Regions from separate parts of the Lactuca sativa genome. Here region 2 is linked to region 1. The links are chromatin contacts, called in public Hi-C maps. All regions are on one chromosome and are shown on one strand. The core of a region is the stretch at or near the end of the contact, and the rest is flanking DNA. Distances in the headings are between cores, read along the strand shown. Region 1 holds the start of LOC111908022 (probable 1-deoxy-D-xylulose-5-phosphate synthase, chloroplastic). Region 2 holds the start of LOC128126376.

The links. A called contact is a pair of places that touch in the nucleus more often than the background predicts.
Region 2: a contact with region 1 is called in a Hi-C map of seed, with 8 times the contacts expected there. The contact joins the promoter of LOC128126376 here to the promoter of LOC111908022 in region 1. A contact is called at or near these places in 2 of 4 Hi-C or Micro-C datasets (leaf and seed).

What each region holds. Positions count from the first base shown.
Region 1 is chr5:75,015,057-75,020,595 of Lsat_Salinas_v11, reverse strand. It overlaps LOC111908022 (probable 1-deoxy-D-xylulose-5-phosphate synthase, chloroplastic), which reads left to right and starts at 2,726. Exons shown (of 11, transcript XM_052764182.1): 1 at 2,726-3,205; 2 at 3,682-3,801; 3 at 3,914-4,078; 4 at 4,929-5,079; 5 at 5,218-5,486. The coding sequence starts at 3,038.
Region 2 is chr5:75,446,488-75,451,975 of Lsat_Salinas_v11, reverse strand. It overlaps LOC128126376, which reads left to right and starts at 1,726. Exons shown (of 3, transcript XM_052764186.1): 1 at 1,726-1,998. It overlaps LOC111908021, which reads right to left and starts at 373. Exons shown (of 11, transcript XM_052764189.1): 1 at 21-373.

The sequences.
Region 1 (5,539 bases), core at 1,477-3,976:
AGTGAGAAGGGAAATGATGCATCATGACTGTATACTTGGGTATGGACAAGTAATGTAACTTGGTCTACCTGGGCTGTGTAACTAGGTTTGTTTGGGTCATGTAATTGGGTCTAATTGGGCGAAGCAGTTTGTGTCTATTGTGTAGCAATTTAACAAGATAGTCCAATCATATTCTCGACTCAACCACATCAAATTATTATTATTATTATTATTATTATTATTATTATTATTATTATTATTATTATTATTATTATTATTATTAATGATTAGACTATATTATTTAAATAAAATTTTTACATAAACGTAGTGGGTAAACAAGCAACAAACTATGCTGCAACCTTTTTTTTTTTACCTGATTCAGCTAAACAAATTGACTCATTTTAACAAACTTATTGGTATGTCCTATCATATTGGCCTGATTTGGCTTCCCACTAACAAACCCATAAACAAAAAAGACAGAGAATATTTTTTATGTGTATTAAGAAAGAGAGAAGGGTGATGAAAGGGTGAGAGTGAGAGTGAGAGTGAGATTCGTTTTCTTTTTGTTTCCCATAAATAAAATAACATTTTAAAGTTGGGCATGGACAAAAATCACAAAAAATGTATTTGATTTTAAAAGAGTTAGGTGTTGTTTGTTTTTTTAGAGCAAAAATGTATGCAGTCTGTGTACCACATCTGCAGACATCTACACTAGAAGAGGTGGACCAAATGTCTGCAGCCTGTAAGAAGAATACTGTTTGTTTTTTAAGGTCTGTAGGCTGTTAAAATAAACTGAAATTTACATCATTCATTCCATACTTTACATTAAACTGCGAAAACTTGTTAATAACATAAACAAACATAAATATAAAATTGGAGATCTACATACACAAAAAACCATACATATTTTTATCATACACAAGCAAACATAAAACATGAACAACATAAATAAAACAATAATTTTTGAATGATTATACCACATGTCATGACATGTAATATCAACTTGTTTACAATGTCACCCATTAGACTTAAATCACAATACTCAATATACATAAACAAGAATTTTTCAATGATTATATCACATGCTATGCATGGTATAAAAGAAATATAGCAGGTGGGTTTATAACAAAATGATGAACATGACTAAGTTATATTCATAGGAAAGAACAAGGAAGGAGTTACAAATACAACCAATCCGTAATAAGAAATCATTGACCAAATATGAATTCAATTTCAAAAGGTTATTTTTCCAATTTCCAAACATCTGGTGTGTCCGAATGTGTTCTTCAACATCAGCAAAAAAAATGTAGCCATTTTTCTTCTTGAATCGATCACATGTAAACTCAAGAAAAATCAACTCTCAAGTCTGCTCTCAGCTGTGAGTCTATCTCTTCTCTCTAGATTATCAGTTCAACAAAAATAAAAAGTCAAATAACAGAAGTTTAGTCATCAAGTTTGCTGTCAACGTTCTTGGATAATTTCTTCCAAACAAACCTAGTTATAATAATTGATGAACACATGGTATTTATTCAAGAACAATTCTTTTTAGAAATAGTTTTAATCTAAATTAAATCAAATTACAACACAACAATTTGAAGCATTTTGCGAAAGCACATTTCAACAAATTTCAACAATAATACATAACCAATGTGGTTTCATAAGACAAATTCACAAAAAAGAAAATTTTGATTTCATCATTTTGAAATCAGATTTCATGAACCCTAGAAAATACAATGAGGTTGTTACCTGGAGAAGGAAGTGGTCAGAAAGAAGAATGCAATGTAGGAAAGACGGCGGCGACGTTGGGGTTGACTCCGACATCAGAATCGGACAGGAGGAGAAAGACGGCTAGGTCAGGCGGTGCACCTGGATGTCGGCTGCACAAGGAAGAGACATGAGGTTGCAGAAGACCGGTGGAGTGAGGCGTCGATGGTGACAAAATGGCTCGATATGTCCCGAGCCATATCTGTTTTTTCTTCCTCAGCTCATGAAATATTTTAGACACACAATTACCCAAGTTAGGCATTCTAACGTCGTTGTAGACAGGGTGCTAGGTGTTGTAATCTCGACTTTTCTTGATGGATTTGGTTTTAGGGTGTTTTGGTTTGTGATTAGGTGAAGAAATGGTGAAGTGAACGAGTTTGATGGGGGCATCATGTTGCAGATTAGAATTCTGGGGAGAAAAAACGAGATAGATTGGGAAGATGGTGAAGAGAGAGAGAGAGAGAGAGGGTGGAGGTACATATGGAATGATGGGGTGGACGAGCATAATTCTTCTCTTTTTTTCATTAATACTTACAAAATAAAAGTTATAAAAAAATACCAAGAGAATCTAAAAGGGCAAAACAGTCAATTCAAGTGTTCCATGGACCAAAACTACGAAAATTTCTTAAATTTAGGATCAAAATCACGGAAAAATCTTGATTTTGGACCTTCCATGCAAGTCGGAAACTTTTTGGACCTTATCCACAGTTTTTTGAATACCATAGGGACCAATTTTGCAGTTTTGTAAAAAAAAAAAAAAAAAGCAGAAAAGAAAATGGAAAGTTAACCGCTACATTGACCAAATTTATAGTTTCTTTTGTTGTTTTGTCAAAATGTATCGTGGTTTTCTTACATATTTTTAATGCCAACTATGATAGAAGTTAATGAGCTCAATAATGAAGAATCTTTATGAAAAAATTTAATATCAAATTATAATCGTTTTAAAGAGGCCATTTGTATTGATCGTGGGAGCCTAAAATATCCTATCGTGAGAGGGGCCGGCTTTCCATACAAAATTGGCATTCTCCATTTTATCAAACAAAACTATGTACACAATCTACAGTCTTATGGAATCTATTCCTTCACTTCACTGATGCACGTTCAAACACGCAGCAACCCTAATTTCTTCTAAACATATAATTCTCCTGTTTTAATATAGTATATTTTCCCTCGGATTCATCAAAATATCCACCAGCGATCCTCATTCTTGTTCATTTGTTTTGTAATTAACGTGTCTGATCATATCTCAATTGCAATCACTGTTTCGTGAGGAGGGTTCTCGTCATTTCTGATAATGACGACTGCTTCTGCACATTGTTCTTTGGGCGTCAATGCTCAATTTCATGAAAATTCAAGAAATTTTCCTTCTAAATCGGAGTCTTCAAGTGTTAATTTTCATTGTAATGGGGAATTCTTCAAAATCAGCTTGAAACCTAGCTTGGGTTCGTCAATTTGCTCCAAGGTATGCTACTTTCATGTTCGTCATTTCTGTTATTATTTATATTCACAATTTAGGATCGACTCACTTACATCAACAATTTCAAGTCGTAGGTTATCCTTTTAGAATTGTTTGTAACTTGTTTTTGCTTATTATTCTAATCGTATTCATATGTCTATTCTTGATGCTTAATTCTCATTGGGGGTGGGTGAATGAACGTTGACTAGTGTTAAACTATTTATGAAAAGTACTTAATTGCTACTAAATTATGTTATACAGTTTAATATATGTTAGGGGTGTTCATATGTGCTTTTCAAAGTGATTATTATTACTTGAGGGATCATAATTAGATCATCAACTCATTGAAGGCATGTATAGTTAGTAATATTTTTTCCTACCCAAAAAGTTGGAATATGAACCTACTTTCAATCTCTTGTGTATGCAAAAGACGAGAATGCCCTCCTCATCTCATTAATGCAAAGTGTCATTTCTATATACAGGGATGTGTAGGTCGTGTATGTTCTCTACCCAAAATAGGCGATTTGTTTCCGGAAAAGCCCCCAACACCTATACTTGATACAGTTGAATGCCCCTTGCACTTAAAGAACCTATCTCACAAGGTTTAGTAACTTCTTACTTTTTGTCATCTAAATGACCAAAATACCCTTTAAATACCCTTTATATATTCTTTTTGCGTATTTTGTCATCACTCGCTGACCAAGCTCTATGTAGGAAATGAAACAATTGGCTGATGATATTCGCTCAGAGTTGTTGTTTATAATGAATAAAACTCAAAAATCCGTGAAGGGAAGCATGTCAGTAGTGGAGTTGACTATTGCTATACATCGTGTGTTTTCTGCACCCATGGACAAGATATTGTGGGATGCTGGAGAGCAAGTAAGGATGTTTCTATGGTCATTGTATCTTTGGCAAATTCAATAAATAACAATGTACTTTCACTTTAGTTTAAAGTGATGTTGCAATTTGCCCTTTAATAGTTCTAACATGAAAGATTATGAAATTTGATGCTTTTATGATGATGAATACAATATGATTATTGTATTTGAATTCTTGAATTTTAAAGTTGGCAAAAAATAGCAACACCCATTCACTTCATTTCTAGTTTGATCACAAGACTTTGAAGATTGTTACTGAAACCTACCAATTTTAGAAACTATTATAAAAGTCATTCAACCACGTCAGATTTTTATAGGTTTCTTTTCAAAAGTACCCAAAATAATCAATTGTAAGGTACAACAGTTTTAATAAAATTTGAAATGAAGTGAAAGTACGTTGAAAATCATTGCAATTCCTTTTAATAGTTCCAACATAAAAGATTATGAAGTTTGGTGAACTTATGATGATGGATACAAATGCAATATGATTATTCTATCTCAAATTCTTGATATTAAAAGTTGTCAAATTGCAATAGATAGCAATACACTTCCACTTCATTTCTAGTTTAATCACAAGACTTTAAAGATCATTACTAAAGCCATCCAACTTTTGAAAAAGGTTATAACAGACTTTCAGCCATTTCAGCAGCATTGTACAGGTTTCAAACAAATTAGAAATGAAGTGAAGTATGTTGTTATTCATTGAAACTTTCCCTTTAATACTTCTAAGTTCTAACATTAACATAAAAACTTGATGAAGTTTGGTGCTTTTTGTATGATCATGGATACACCATGATACCCTTTATGATAGATAATAAAAGCATGTTGTTATATTTTTGAAACATGAACAGACATATGCACATAAGATTCTCACTGGAAGGAGATCACTTATGCATACCCTTAGACAAAAAGATGGAATTTCTGGTTATACTTCACGTTCAGAGAGTGAATTCGATCCATTTGGTTCAGGACATGGATGCAACAGCATTTCTGCTGGACTCGGTATATTTTTCAACACACTTTCACTTCATTTCCAATCTACTCAATATACTTTAAAAACCATTATAAAAAGCATCCAACTTTGGTCAAATTTTACACAAAATAACCAGTTTGAAAAGTAGGATGGTGTTTTGAACACAGGAATGGCGATTGCAAGAGATATTAAAGGGAAAAGAGACCGAGTAGTTGCAGTGATAAGTAATGAAAGCACTATGGCTGGACAGCTTTATGAGGCTATGAGTAATGCAGGCTATTTGGATTCAGATATGGTTGTAATATTAAATGATAGTCGTCAATCTTTGCATCCAAAACTTGAGGAGTCACCTAAAACACCAATTAATGCACTCTCGAGTACTTTAAGCAAGTTGCAATCTAGCAAATTGTTCAGGAAGTGGAGAGAAGTTGCTAAGGTATTATTTTCTTTACATCAAGTATTGCTTGGGATTTTGCAATTTCATAAGAG
Region 2 (5,488 bases), core at 477-2,976, 430 kb before region 1:
ACAGGTAAAGAGATGCTAACCTTGCAATATCGTTTTTTGATGAGTACTAGGAAATCGAATAGAAATTAGTACCAGGAAATCGAATAAATCCTAATGCTTTATAAAGAACGATTAACTGCTGATTTGCAAACATTTTCGATGTTGTGGTGGCCGATGTCCTGCGATTTAGATGAAATCTCGATAGACTGTTCACTGGTTCATAAAATGAAGATTACGCAACCAAACTCCCACCCTTATGGATCGATTTTGTGAAGACTATGAGGATGACCAAATCGAATCCCTTCCCAGTCCCTTCGTCTACAACACAATCTAACAGCAGCAAAATTGGCGACAAAAGTCAACTTCTTGGAATGCAAACGGAAATTTAAAAAGAAAGAGTAATACATCTCGATCTCAATAAACTATATATAATATAGATATAATAGTTACAGATTTAGAAAGATTAAATTGTAAAAAGGTCCTCTGGTTGTTTAAAAATTCTCATTTTAGTCCAAACAATTTTTGAATTAGCACCACCGAACTAAATTTTTCGGTTTTTTTTCATGTTTTGTCCCATTTAGTTTGATTTTTTTAAAAATTACGATTTTGTTATTTATATTTATATTTTCTATTTCTTTTAACTACAATAACTAAAAAAAGAAAAATTAGTGTTCTCTCTCTCTCTCTCATACACTTTTAAATGCTAAACCAACAAAATATATCATTGAATCTCAGACGACGAAGGCTACTCATCAGACCTTCTCCTTCTCTTATCGTAGCGTCGTCATCGCTTGCCATGGACCACCATCGTCTTCGTCGTTTGGGACGGAGGACAACGTCGCTGCCTTCACAACGTCACTAGCCTAAACTCTTGCTTCGATAAAAAAAAATAGGAGGAAAATCATGAGCTTTTAAACTTGATTTTATTATTTGATTTTGGATTTTAGAGACATTTGAAAATGAAGATTTATTTAGTTATGTGATGTGGCACTGATTTTTGATTTCACAAATCAAATATTTGGAATTGCGAAATGTTCTCCTAATCCAAACTATTTACTTTCAGACTCTATTTTTCTGGATGTTTAGCGAGATTTTTGGTGCATTGCGATTCGAGATCAAAATTTGAAGCTTTTGTGTGATCTAATATTAAGATCCCCAGTTCAACGGTCGTAGGACGGACTGTGAACCTGGTCGGTTTTAGGGATTGGTCAGATTTGAGGATTGGGATATATATATATATATATATATATATATATATATATATATATATATATATATATATATATATATAGTTGAAAAACGAGATGACGAATGCGGAATCTAAAGAACAATCATGAATCAATCACCATAAAGTTGTAAGTAATCTGTCAAAGTTTTTGTATCTCATTGATTTGGAAATTGACGTACAGAGAAACATTTTCAAAACATTTTCAGGAAAAAGCTTACATCACAAGCTAAGCTAATGACTATATATAGAAAAAATAAAACATTTACTAAAAATACAAAACCCTAAAAAGTCTTCCATAATTAACAAAAATATCAAATCAGTTTCAATAATTTCCCGAACAAATTTGGACCATTCCCTTTGAAAATGAGTGTTTGGGATTAATTGGAATTATTTATTTTTTAATTCAAAAATTCGGTGGCATTTAGGAAATTATGATGAACTTCTAATGCTTTTCCTATCAAGGGTAAAATACTTTAGGGCAATTTGGTAAATACGCAAGTGAAACCCTCATTCACGTTTCCATCTACATTCAAGCTGAAAATCCTTCGTTCTACTCTCTTCTTCTCCATTCTCCATTCTCGATCATCATTCAAGCATCAATCGCTTCAGAAATCTATGTAGATTCTTAAAATCGCCTTTGAATCTCCATGGTTTAGCTTTATTTTGGTTCGACTGTCCATCCAAAGCTGCATCAAAACCCTAATAAAGTTTACAAATTTGCAATCGTTCATCCAAGAGTGAATAATACTATTTAAGATTGGATTTAACATACAAATTTATCATGAGAGCAGGTAACAAAACTCTATTATTGTGCTTATGTTTTATTAGTTCAATTTTTTGAGTTTGTAATGTGATATGTTGGTAAAACCAGGGTGTAACAATTTGAACCCATCTTCTTGTTGATTTAATATTTAATATTTATGAAATTCATATCAATTCTTTTAAGTTTTTGTGTTTTGAACAACTTTCTGGATAAAGAAGTTAGATAAATGCATCAAACTGAAGCTTAATATAATGATGCTTATCAGTTGTTCGATATAATGTCTCAAAGAAACAACATATGGAAATTTTGAATTCTTAAAGATTTTGGTTTTCTTTTCATTTGTTTATATATATGATAAGTACTGATGTAGTTTCTTATGAAAACAACCATTGGTTTTTCCTTGAAATTAATTTTTTATAAAAATGTCAGATACCATCTTAATATGGAATACAAAGTGTATTGATGTAGAGGTCAAATAGATCGTGTATCATAAATTTAGTTAAAATGTTAAGATAGAAATTTGTGATTATAGATTTAATGAGTGCTAGATACATTTAGAAACTAAAATACCATTATGTTATAGTTCAAGGTGAAGATAACATGATAATATACAGATAATTGATGGGATTACTACTAACAAATATACTATTAACATGAAAGGAACTATACCTTATAATAACCTTGAAAATCATATTGAATCGTGATTTGATTTATTTAAAAATCATTCTATAAAAATTTGAATCCACTAAAATAAAGGATGAAAGTATCAAACATAGTAATATACTTACATTTATTAGTTTACTGTAGCATCCTACTTTCATAATTGTTTTTTTTGTTAATGGAAATCCCATTTTATACAATGCTTGTTGCATCTCTCTTGCCATTACTTGAAATCTACAATTTAATGTTTATCATAATAAATGAAAGGGTTGAATGCAAGAAATAACAATGTATTTTCACTTATTTGTTCATTGTAGCATCCTACTTTAAGTTCTTGCTATTACACCATTGTACTTTGAAATTATAAAGACTTGTGAAATGGTTAATGATTTCTATTTTATATAATTATTGAATTTTAAATATTGCAAATAATTATACTCATATTATTATATAAAATCACATTACTAATATTATTTTGATGATGCAAAATTCTTATGGTATTGCCATGATCTAGATCTATTATCATGTTATTCTTAGTATTTGTCTGAAAATTTTTAGTTAATACTAGAAAAGTAGAATGTGCTTAAAAAATTGGATCATAGTTGTTGTTGCTTTGTTTGAATAGTTTTTTTATTATTATTTTGTTGTTAGTACATAATTACTGAAGAGGAAGAAAGAAGTGTGGCCATACAAAAAATCCACAAAAAAAAGTCTCAAATCTTAAAAAATAAAAAAATATTCAAGAAAGTCATTTATAGCCTTGAGAATTTGGATAATATAGATGGTATGGTTGAGACAGTTAGGTAGTTGTTTTCATGGAATACCTATGTATTTGAACAATGTTTTTATGTCTTTGATGTAGTTTTTGAACGTTTTTGGTTCCTCCACTTGAACATTAAACCTTTTTAGAACACTTATGATTGAATGTGTTTATAGACCTTTATAATATTTTATTTTGTTAATCTTACTATCATATTCATCAGATTTATCTATTTTTTGTATTTTATTTTTATGTTCTATGATCCAAAATATGCAAAAAAATAAGTTTTATGATTCAAAGTATATGATGTATGTTTTGTTGTTAGTTGCAAGTTATGAATGATGGGTGTGACGTGCTTCAAAAAATGTTATGTTTATATCTTTGTTTAGTTGTAAAGAACTTTGTTTAGACATATTGTTAGATTTTAATAATTTTAGGTTTCTAATGTGTTTTCTTTATTGTGTGCTAATATGTATTGTTTTGTTGTTTTGGAATTTTGTTAAGTCTCATATTTACTCTTTAATACAAAAGTTGGATAATATATTGTTGGATCATACAACTTTATGATATAAAATATATATACATATAATATGTATGGATTATAAAGAAAATTTGAATCATAAAAATGAGATCATGTTTTCTTGCATCAAAAAACTTTTGAATAAAAAATTTAGATCATGTTTTCTTGATTGTGTGCTAAAAAATTAGTACCTTTTGGTTTATAATGGGTTTTCTTGATTGTTTGCTAATATACATTGTTTTGTTGTTTGTTTGTTTTTGTTGTTTTGGAATTTTGTTAAGTCTCAAAGTTACTCTTTTAATACAAAAATTCGGAAATATTGATGGATCATACAACTTTATGATATAAAATATATAATATTATTGATCATAACGAAATTTTGGATCAAAAAAAGACGGATCATGTTTTCTTGCATCAAAAAACTTTTGAATGTTACAATTATAAATTGTAAAAAATTGCATCATTTCATTTTGGATCAATTTTTTTAGCATCATACAATTATGTATTTTAAATTTAATTATGTTTTTTCGATCATATTGCTTTGAATCATAATTTATAAATAGATAGATCATTATTGCTTTCTTATTATAAAAGTACTTCAGTTAAATACTTCAGTAACGGTAAAGGTAAAACTTTTATATCTTATACTTTTGGATCATAGACAACATTATGCATCATAACTTTTGGATTGTAAATATAGGATCATAAATTTCAACTATTAATATGCATGATCCAAAATTTATGATTCATATTATCTTCTAGATTATAGACATTGTGTATCATATTTAGATCAAAAGTTGCATCTTCTATATCGTATAGTATTGAAACATAATTATATTTACTTCAAATATTTACCAAGATCCAAACTTGTATATTATATTTACTTTAAAAATTACAAAGATCCAAACTTTGGATAGTATGAAACATCTCGCATCATAAGTTATAGATTATAATGTAACACCCCAAAAACCAAGGGTAAAAGTTTCATTTTTCATTATAGTTAAACACAAATGCTACTTCATCCAATCATTCCAAAAACATAACTTAATTAAAACATTTATCAAAGTTACATCCCAAAATCACATAATGCGGAAAACACGGGTGTGTGCGCTGCGATCAAGCCGGGTCCTTCCTTTCCAAACCGATGATACCTGAAACTATAAACAAAATTGTAAGAACAAATCTTAGTGAGTTCCCCAGAGCATACCCCTCCAAGGTCTTACACCTAAGTGCATCAGGAACCCCCCGAGGTCTTTTCCGAAGATGCTGTGGAAACCCTCCAAGGTCTTATACCTAAGTACCCCGGGAACCCCCCAATGTCTTCCATGCAAGTATCATAGATATAACTAGCATACTACATATCACATAATCAACTAGCACGCACATAGAATGTAATGGGCCGGCCTTGGTGCCTTAGACCCATTGGTATGGTGAAGAGACTTACCTTGAATGCAGAAGCTTCATACATGAATTTCGTAGCTGTTGTCCCGCCAACTTCCCGAGCTGTCACTACCAATCAATATACCCATTTAGCAATTGGGTTCCATGTTATATCCCTTAATCTATACATGGGGTAAA